2 separate regions of the Sus scrofa genome follow, and region 1 is linked to region 2. Evidence: chromatin contacts called from public Hi-C data. All regions are on one chromosome and are shown on one strand. The core of a region is the stretch at or near the end of the contact, and the rest is flanking DNA. Distances in the headings are between cores, read along the strand shown. Region 1 overlaps PDE4B (phosphodiesterase 4B). Region 2 overlaps LOC102162079 (a long non-coding RNA gene).

Evidence for each region. Hi-C and Micro-C count contacts between places; a contact is called where the count stands out from the background.
Region 1: a Hi-C map of omental adipose tissue shows a contact between it and region 2, with 1.6 times the contacts expected there. The contact joins two enhancer-like sites. A contact is called at or near these places in 15 of 47 Hi-C or Micro-C datasets (alveolar macrophages, blood, embryonic fibroblasts and 8 more) and 2 of 2 datasets of contacts at active chromatin or transcription factors (alveolar macrophages and skeletal muscle).

What each region holds. Positions count from the first base shown.
Region 1 is chr6:146,214,118-146,219,128 of Sscrofa11.1, reverse strand. The region is part of intron 8 of PDE4B (phosphodiesterase 4B); the gene reads left to right. Among named protein-coding and RNA genes, the nearest start is that of SGIP1, 170 kb to the right of the region's middle. Within about 2 kb of position 3,443, at least 8 of the 83 cell types and tissues checked have an H3K27ac peak or open chromatin away from gene starts, as enhancers often do. A contact at or near this core is called in alveolar macrophages, omental adipose tissue and retroperitoneal adipose tissue, where this site is marked.
Region 2 is chr6:146,112,706-146,117,787 of Sscrofa11.1, reverse strand. LOC102162079 (a long non-coding RNA gene) reads right to left here. Exons shown (of 8, transcript XR_298679.3): 4 at 2,897-3,038; 5 at 2,437-2,499. Among named protein-coding and RNA genes, the nearest start is that of SGIP1, 64 kb to the right of the region's middle. Within about 2 kb of position 1,952, at least 27 of the 83 cell types and tissues checked have an H3K27ac peak or open chromatin away from gene starts, as enhancers often do. A contact at or near this core is called in alveolar macrophages, omental adipose tissue and retroperitoneal adipose tissue, where this site is marked.

The DNA.
Region 1 (5,011 bases), core at 2,194-4,693, 100 kb before region 2:
TAACCCACTGCTAGTCGGATTCGTTAACCCCTGAGCCACGAAGGGAACTCCACAATCTTGATTTCTAAAGTCAGACATTCCTTCTGCCTCTTTTTTTTTCCTTTGGCCACACCCGCAGCATGTAGAAGTTCCCGGGCCAGGGATTGAACCCATACCATAGCAGCAACCAGAGCCCCCGCAGGGACAACACCAATCCTTAACCCACTGGGCCACAGAGAGAACTCCCATTTTTGCCTCTTTTGAACTTTATATAAATTACATCATATTTTTCTGTGCTTTTAAATCTCTGGTTTCCTTTTCTCAACCTTGACATGCATGCGATTCATCCCCTTGCTGCCTGTGTCAATTATTCTGATGGATTTAACCACTGCACAACCTTGCAGCTAGAACCACCTTCTCGAATGAAAAGACAGTTTGATTCTGTGAGGCAGGTAAACAAAGGTTGTTTATACTTCCTTCCTGGGCACTGTCTTGGGGTGGAATGAATGGGAAGCTTGACAGATATGTTTCTGATACTTACGGAGCTGTGTTAAAAGTGCATTTAGAGGGAGTTCCCGTCGTGGCTCAGTGGTTAACGAAACCGACCAGGAACCATGAGGTTGCGGGTTCGATCCCTGGCCTTGCTCAATGGGTTAGGGATCTGGCATTGCCATGAGCTGTGGTGTAGGTTGCAGACACGGCTCGGATCCCGCATTGCTATGACTGTGGTGTAGGCCGGTGGCTACAGCTCCAATTGGACCCCTAGCCTGGGAACCTCCATAGGCCGTGGGAGCGGCCCAAGAAATGGCAAAAAGACAAAAAAAAAAAATGCATTTAGAATGATCCCTTGTATCAGGAATCTAAAATACTCAAACTCATAGAAGCTGAGAGTAGAGTGGTATTTGTATCAGGAGCTGGGCGAAGGGGGATTGGGAAGGTGTTGGTCAAAAGTTTCAAATGCGTAAGGTGGATAAGTCCTAGACCCACTGTGTATATAGCATGGCTGTATAATACATGTAAAAAATTGTTAAGGCACACGCACACACACACACACACACACACACACACACACACACAAAGAGGGAGGGAGAAAATATTTAGAAGTGATGCTTAGGGTTATGTGATTATTTTCAGTGATGGGCTCACGGCTATGTATTTACCCTCAACCTCATCCAGCTGAATACATGAAACATGCCCAGCTTTTTCTGTAGGTCTCAATCCTATCTCAACGAAAAATTGCATTGAGGTATAGTTGATAGCAAATATTTTTATTTTAGGTATCTCATGATGCTTTCACTTGCTAATTATGTGGATTTGGGACCTCTCTGAGCCCCAGGTTTCTCACTTGTATTAAGAAGCCCTTTGGAGTTCCCATTGTGGCGCAGCAGAAATGAATCCGACCAGGAACCATGAGGTTGCAGGTGCGATCCTTGCCCTCGCTCAGTAGGTTAAGGATCTGGCATTGCCGGGAGCTGTGGTGTAGGTCGTAGAGGCAGCTCGGATCCTGCGTTGCTGCAGCTGTGGCATAAAACGGAAGCGGTAGCTCTGATTAGACCCCTAGCCTGGGAACTTTCATATGCCGTGGGTGCGGCCCTAAAAAGCAAAATAAATAAATAAGTAAAATAAAATAAAATAAAAAACCCTCATACTGAGAGCTTCCGAGTCAAATGATATAAGTATGTAAAGGCCTCTGTCCCCTTCTCCCCCAGAGAGCAGGAATAAGAAGATGCTCTCCTACGCAGAGTGTGGGGCCAACTTTCAGGGCACCTGAGGCCTGTTACCAGCTGGACCACTGACTTCGTCTCTGCTCAGATCCGTTCCCAGGCTTTCTAGCTCTGAGCAGCTTGCCCTTTGTGGCCAGGCTGAGGTTTCTTATCGCCCTTTCCTGTCACCTCTCTCTGCGTCTGTCATGCCCAGCACTCCTCTACTGACACCCATGTTCTATTGAACGTGCATGAAAAAACGGGGACTCTTGAAATATGGCCTAAGTATTAGCTGAGCTGGAAAAGTATCAAAGCAGAAGAGAGGAGATCCTTGACTGAAAAAAAAAAAAAAAGATTGTTACTCCACAGTTTGTACCATGTCATCTGTTTTAATTACACACACACACACACACACGAAAGGATATGCACAAGGGGACTACCAATGGTATCTCTGCTTGGTAAAAATGTGATATTTTTATCCATTTGATGTTTTTGCTTCTCTGTAATTTTCTAATTTTCTACACGGCACCCATATCCCATCTGTAATAATAAATATGATATTGACAGAATGTGTGTTGAAAGTTTGCGCTCTGGTTTTGTGTGTATTCTCCCATGCTACCTCCCCTGGGAGAACTGGGTAAGCATTTTTCCTGTGTTCATTGTAAGATAAAGAAGTGTAGTCTCAGCAAATGTAGGTAACTTGCCTGAGGTTACCCACAGAAGCAAGAGGCGGGACCAGAACCAAGCCAGGTTTTCTGAGTAAATATTGCACAGTAAATATCGTGCTAGTGGCTGCGTTAGCTGGATCAGAAAAGGGAAGAGGAGAGTCAAGAAATGACAACATTTAGGAAAGCAGTTACACAATTTTAAATAGAAAAGACCTAAGGGTTCGATGCCACTTTAAAAGCAGCAGTTTCAGGAATGCCTGCATTTTCAGTCCTGAGGTGAATCCTGTCTTCCATTGACCAAGATATGGTTTTGCCCAGAATCTTGTTCTATTAATTTAACCTCAGACTTAGCTTTTGCCTTAAGGTGAATGAGAGATAATCATACCTCTTGGGTGTTTATTGCACGGAGATGTTGCAAGGATTAATGGCAGTGTGCTTGGAGCTCCTTTGAGAAAGAAGCTATATGAATACCGTGTATTATTACCAGATTAATATTTATTATCCACCCAGCTCCTCTTCCTGTTTCTCAAGGTCAAACGCAACACTTACCAGACCGGCAGAAGGAAGGAAGTCTTCCGTTGTTGCTCTTATTGAAGTGAAAGAGGGAAAGAAGGGAAGAACAGAGGGGAGGTTCTCCCTGCTCCTTTTTCCTTCTGGAAATTCTTGACAACTAGAGCCACCCCATGACCATACATAGTCCCATTACTGGCTCTTATCCTCTTGAGATTTGCTTCTGGGGTGCTAAGCATTGTCCCTTCTCGGAGCCTCTTTTTGTAAGAAAAGCAATAGGACCAGCTTTGTGGGCCTGCGAGTCCGGATGCTGCACAGGGCCCCCTCACTCAGAAGGGCGCCGTAGTCAGTTTTGAAACTCGTAATGATTTTATCTTTGATCTTGTGTTTTGTATGTCTGATGGGAAAATGGAGCATATACTCCCGTGGCTTGGAGCCTTGGCTCAAGCACTCTCCCATCTCCTGTCACCTGCCTGCCTCCCCTGGTCATGTCCTCAGCCACCCGTCTCCCTGATCCTTAGCACCCCAGGGCTCATCCAGCATCCTTCTCCCTATGCCTGCCTGTGACCCCTGCTGCCATCCACTCCCATCAGGGCCTGGGTGCAGGTGCAGAGAGCGTCTGAGTTAGGCGTGTGTGCCTGGCAACGTCTCAGGTGGGGCATGGATGTTACATGGTAGACAGAGGCCGTGTCTTGGTGGAGGTGCACTTCCTGTCCACCCCTGACCCAGGTATCTAGCACATCCCAGTGCAGCGATGGCAGCACTCTTTGTCACCTCTCTGCTGTGGGTTGGACCATTGGTAGCCTATGAAGGGAAATCTCTGACTTTTCCAGAGCCTGCCCTGGGTGTGGGGCCAGGGGACAGCACATCAGTTTCGAAACTGGCAGGTAGGGGCACCGCAGCTGCTGGTAAGTTGTGCATATGCCCTCAGTCTTAGGAGGCAGGGCCTCTGGGGTCCTATGAGGGTCCGCACTTTCCTCCTGGCATCCCTCTGCATGTCCTTCATTAATTGTGACAAATGTGCCATTATAAGGTGTTAACAACAGGGAGACCTGGATGTGGGGGAGATGGGAACTCTCTCTGTTATCGCTGCAACTTTTCAGTAAATCTAGAGCTATTTTAAAATAGCAGGTTTATTTTTAAAATACAAAAAAAAAAAATTTGGGGGGAAATAATTAAAAAATAAATTAAAAAATAAATAAATAAATTGATCCCCCCAAAAAAATTAAAAAAAAATAAAAAATACAATACCACAATGACAGTTTGAGAGAAGAAAGGATAAAGCTTTCTATTTTACTACCTTTCAGAGCACTTTTTTCTGCTTTTTGAACAAGGGACTCTGCATTTTATTTTGCACTTGGCCCCTGCAAATTAGGTGGCTGATCCTGACTATTAAACCCCTTGTCGAATATGCAGTTCTTCTATCTCCCTTCCTATTCCTTCCCCCACAACACATACCACGTTTGGAGGTTACTTTGATTACCATTAAAATTATTCTCCTGTGTGTACTAAAAACTAGCAGCCAGGCAAAATACTTTTATCTCATTTTAATTTCTTTATAATTTTATGCGATAACTTCCTATCCTTTTTTGAGTAGGAAATCAAGGTTCAGGATATCACACAGTGAGTGGTAGAAGACAAAGTCAAAAAAGCATGAGTCTTACTGCAAAGCTGATGCACTTTCCACAGTACTACAGATACTACAGAGGTACTATCAGCCTCTAGATACTTGTTTGCTTTTTTTTTTTTTTTTTTTTTTTTTTTGTGCCCTGCGGCATATGGAGTTCCCGGGCCAGGGATCAGATCCAAGCGGTGCCGCGGTTTTAACCTAAGCCACAGCTAGGGCAACACGGGTTCCTTAACCCACTGTGCCAGGTGGGGGATTACACCTATGTTCCGGTGTTCCCAAGATGCTGCCAATCCCCTTGCATCACAGAGGGAACTCCTAGATACTCTGCAGGCTGCGTGGGCAAGCACTTTCTCTGCGTATTTACTGAATATCTGCTAGATACCAAGCACAGGATCTGGTGCTAGAGCTACAGCGTTCTGGTGCAGAGGCTAGTCCTAAGCTACACTGGTCCTTTCCTTTGACTGTACCCATAAGTAGCTGGGGTTGGATGGCCTCATCTTTAGCCCCCTCTACCTCTGTGC
Region 2 (5,082 bases), core at 703-3,202:
CTACATCCTGGGCATCCACAGGCTGCAGAACACTGCACTAACAATCCTAGGCAGAGTCTGAGGACCAGTAGGGAGTTCGTTGCCAGGTGCCCAGAGCTTGGCGCTTAGGCCAAGATGCAGCCAGTTGGGGATGGATGGGTACAGAAATCAGGTGGGGCTTTCTGGTCTGCCCAGCGACAAATGGTAGCCCAGGATTTCTGTCTTTACATATATCAGAGTCTCTTGCTCATCTGCAGCTGATGGACAAGAATCCCATGCTGGCTGCAGGACTGCCACTCTGACAGTGCATATGAAATGTAGAAATTCAATCCTCATGATTATTTTGAAACATAAGATAGGTAAAAATTCAAATGTGAAATATTTTATGATAAAAATTTTAAACTCTAGGAATTCCCATCATGGTACCTCAGAAACAAATCCGACTAAGAACCATGAGGTTTGGGGTTCGATCCCTGGCCTCACTCAGTGGGTTAAGGATCCGGTGTTGCTGTGGGCTGTGCTGTAGGTCACTTTCTCGGCTCAGATCCCGCGTTGCTGTAACTGTGGTATAGGCTGGCGGCTGTAGCTCCAGTTGGACCCGTAGGCTGGGAACCTCCATATGCCGTGCATGCGACCCTAAAAAGACAAATAATTAATTAATTAATTAATTAAACTGAGTTGTCAGTGTAAGAAAAGGATACACAACTAGGTTCTTTCATTTCAAAAGGAATAGATTTTCAAATGGCTATAAACAATGATTTAAAATATTTTTATCACCTGCTTGTGTGAATAAAGTTACTTGTTGATAGAGACTGCTAAGAATTTGAAGCAATCATTCAAATATCTTGATCAGTGTTGCATAAAGCCATTTCAAGCAGAATATCTGTCAGTAAAAAGATACGTCAGTGGAAGTAAGTTCAAATTTCTCATTTAAAATTTTGAAATGGGGAGTTCCCGTCACGGCTCAGCAGTTAGTGAACCCAGTTAGCATCCATGAGGATGGGGTTTGATCCCTGGCCTCGCTCAGTGGGTTGAGGATCCGGCATTGCCGTGAGCTGTGGTGTAGGTCGCAGACCTGGCTCGGATCCCGAGTTGCTGTGGCTGTGGTGTAGGGCAACGGCTACAGCTCTGATTGAACCCCTAGCCTGGGAACCTCCATATGCGGCGGGTGCAGCCCTAAAAGGAGAAAAAGACCAATAAAAAATGAAACTTTGAAATGGGATTTCCCATTGTGGCTCAGCGGTAATAAACCCGACTAGTATCTATGAGGATATGGGTTTGATCCCTGGCCTCACTCAGTGGATTAAGTATCTGGCATTGCTGTGGCTGTGGTATAGGCTGGCAGTTGTGACTCTGATTCTACCCCTAGCCTGGGAACTGCCACATGTCGCGTGCACAGCACTGAAAAGCAAAAAAAAAAAAAAAAAAGATTTTATTTAGAATTTTATATAAATTTAAATATTTAATATTTTATGTTTTATTTTTCCTAGAAGCATATAAAGTGTAACAGTTTCACTGAGCTTTACAGAGCTATTCCCAAACCCCTCCATTTTACTCCTGTCCTATATAAGTGTTTTCATTTTTTACATGTAGAAGGTGTGAGAGGGGGTGGGTGCAGTGTTCTAGGGCCGTGGTTTTCAGTCAAAGGTGATTTCACACACACCCCAGGGACTTCTGACACCTGGAGAGTTTTTTTTGGTTGTCATCACAGGGGAGCTCTTTACTGACCTCTAGTGGGTAGAGCCGGGGATGCTGCTAACCACCCCACAATGCACAGGACAGCCCCTCGTAAAAAGAATTACTGCACATGCAAAATCAGTAGTGTCAAGGATAGAAACTCTCTTCAGGGGTCCCTCTCACTCTGAAGGTCTAGGATTCTGACGTATACTTGTTCTTGTTGTTCAGAGGAGATTATGACTGGCAATAGCGGGTGTGGCTAGGCATGGCCAGCTCTAATCTCCTAACTGCCTTTATAATCACAGACCCAGCAGGCAGATAAAACAGGAGGCAGGGCTTCCTGTATATTCAGTGGAAATCCAGCTATGGACATCTGTTTGAGATAGTACACATTTCAAAGCATCAGATGTGTAACTTCTATGAATATTACCTAGAGTCCCCAGATAAACATCTTCTTCTCTCCTTTTATTTGTTTTAAAGTTCCATATTCTGGGGAGTTCCCATCATGGCTCAGTGGCTAACGAACCCGACTAGGAACCATGAGGTTGCGGATTCGATCCCTGGCCTTGTTCAGTGGGTTAAGGATCCCGCGTTGCTGTGGCTGTGGTGTAGGCCGGTGGCTACAGCTCCGATTGGACCCCTAGCCTGGGAACCTCCATATGCTGCGGGAGCGGCCCAAGAAATGGCAAAAAGACAAAAAAAATTTTTTTTAATTAAAAAAATAAAGTTCCATATTCTGGAAATAGCTTTTTTGTTCCACCGAACTGTGATCCATCTTACCTTTCAGCAACTTTCCCCTTCCTCAGTCCAGGTCTCACCAGGATTGGCTTGGCGGGGATGTATCTGCCAATAGGTAGAGATTCACAGGAAAGCCTTTCAACTCACCCCTGCATCCCAACTCCCCATTCCCACTGCTCTCATCCTACAATTTCCTTGGAAGTTGAAGACATCCTATGTTTGGGCATTGATGTCTGGCCTTCAGGAATAAAAAAATCTTCCATACCCTCTCTCTTGGATAGCCCCCCTGTTGATTTGTTGGCACTTCAGGATGATTCGAGTGATGGAGGACTGAACCAGTCTGGGAAGCCACGTTACTTTATCACCATGGCTCATACCATCCCTTCCATCAGTTTTTACAACAGATTCACCACTGCAACCTGGTACTAAGAGCAGGTTGAATGGAGCATTAGACACATATTTCCCCTAGGATTTAACTGGGGACGAGCCATTCATCTCATACCTGCTCTTGCATAGAAAAAAGATCAGTAGGCCCAGGGTCTCTGCTATGTCAAGCTAGTCAAGTCATTCAGTCATTCCAGGCTTTACTTTGCTCCTATGTGAAAGGGCAGTAACAGCTAGAAGGCTGCTGAGCTTCATTCCACCTTAAAAGAAAATAAAAGAAAAAGCACTGAGAAAATTTGAAAACTGAATCAGTCTTAGGAAATGCATGTTTTATGGTATTGACTGGTTGCTAATAGCGTCATTTCTACTGAAATGAGGAAGTTTGTTTTTACAGTTATAGAGTCAGGAAGTAGTTTTCATCCTCTGTAGGGTTTTAAGTCCCTCAAAGATGATGGTAACTAATATAACCCCTGATAGCATTTAAGTGTTGAAAAACCAGTCTATTACTTCACTGAAGGAGTATATACTAGACCCCTATTTTGCGTCTTGAGAACAATAATATTTGTCTCTACTTTGCAGATGGAACATTAAAGCACCAGATGGTTGACTCTTTGAGAAAACCCCACAGCTTTGACCAAAGAGGAAGGGGAAGGGCAGCAGGGCACAAAGAGCTGTGTTCAGAAAAAAATAAAAATTTGCGATTCTCAGTTCCATGATTTGAATCCTGAATGTGTGCTTCTCTGGCTAAAAATACAACCACTGAAGTCGAATGCTCATTACTTGTTGCCTGGTTAATTTATAGTGCTAAGTTATTGATCAGAAATAACAATGCTATTTTCTAAATACTTGATTTTTTTTTTTTTTTTTTTTTTTGGTCTGCTTGTTTGAAAGTATTTCTGGCATTTTCCTCACACTTCTAGGTCATCCTTATAGGAAGGACAACCTCCAATATTTCTCCGCCTTTAATTTCCCTCCCATTCTTAGCAGATAAGTTGCAATATCAAACTTCGCTTTATGATGGAGATTCGAATGGTGGAGACTGACCGTTGTGTCCTGCTGGTGTGTATGCCAGTTTGGAGGCCTCCCTTTCTACCTTCTTTCATGAAGAGCTTTCAGGTGTGGTTCCGCTAGGAATCCCCTAAATCCTAGTCCGTGTGTGGCACCCACCACACCTCAATGTGCAGTAAAACTCCTCTCAAATCTCTTAAGGTCCCTAATTGTTCAATGTTCCTGATGTGGAAGGCAGATGACCATCTGCTCAGGTCTCATCCTACTGCATTTATCTCAGATGTTGTTTCCCTAATTAGATATACTCTGGTAGTGTTGGCAAAGCCAGGTGATGGGAAATGTGTTCAGGGAACTTCCTCCAGGTTCCACACTGGTTAAAGCTCTATATCCTCGCCAACACTTGGCATTGTCGTCTTTTCTATCTTTAGCCACAAGAACAGCTTTGTAGTAGTATTGCACTCCAGCTTTAATTTACATCTTCCTCATGGTTAATGATGTTGAGCATCTTTTCAAGTCCCTGTTTTCCCTATTTCTATCTGTAGATGTATCTTCTTTGGTGAAGTGACTTGAGTATATATATATATATATAAAATCTAGTCTATATCAGATATATAATTTGATTTACAAACATCTTCTGGTTAGGCTGTAGCCTATCTTTCCATGATCTTTACAGGATTTTGCAAAAAGCACATCTTAAAATTTGAAGAATGAAATCCAAATGATCAATTTTTAATTATTGTGAACTGTGCTTTCGATGTCATGTGTAAGAAGACTGCCTAAGCCAAGGTCACAAAAGTTTCCTATATTTCTAGAGTTTGTGTAGTTTCAGGCTTTAAATATGCTCCATTTTGATGGTTTTTTTTTTTGTATATTACACATGGTATGCCTCAAACTTTATTTTTTCATACAGATATGTAACTGTTCCAGTACTGTTCATTAAAGACTATCCTTTCTCCACTCATTTCTTTTGTACCTCATCAAAAGTCAGTTGTCATGTACATGTGGTCTATTTCTAGACCTTCTGTTCTGATCTATTTGCCTATCTTGATGCCAAGATGATACTGTTTCATGACTCTAACTTCATAAGAGTTTTTGAAATCAGATAGTGCTTCTCCTCCAACTTTGCTCATCTTTTTCAAAGTGACTTTGGCTCTTCTGAGAATTTGCATTTCCATTTGAACATGACAGTCAAGTGATCACTTCTACAAAAAGCCACCCAGTGAGCCCATCCTGCTGCCCCTGTGCGCTCTTCCTCCTTGGGCCACATCTGGACTCAGGTGATAAGCTGGGGCGAGG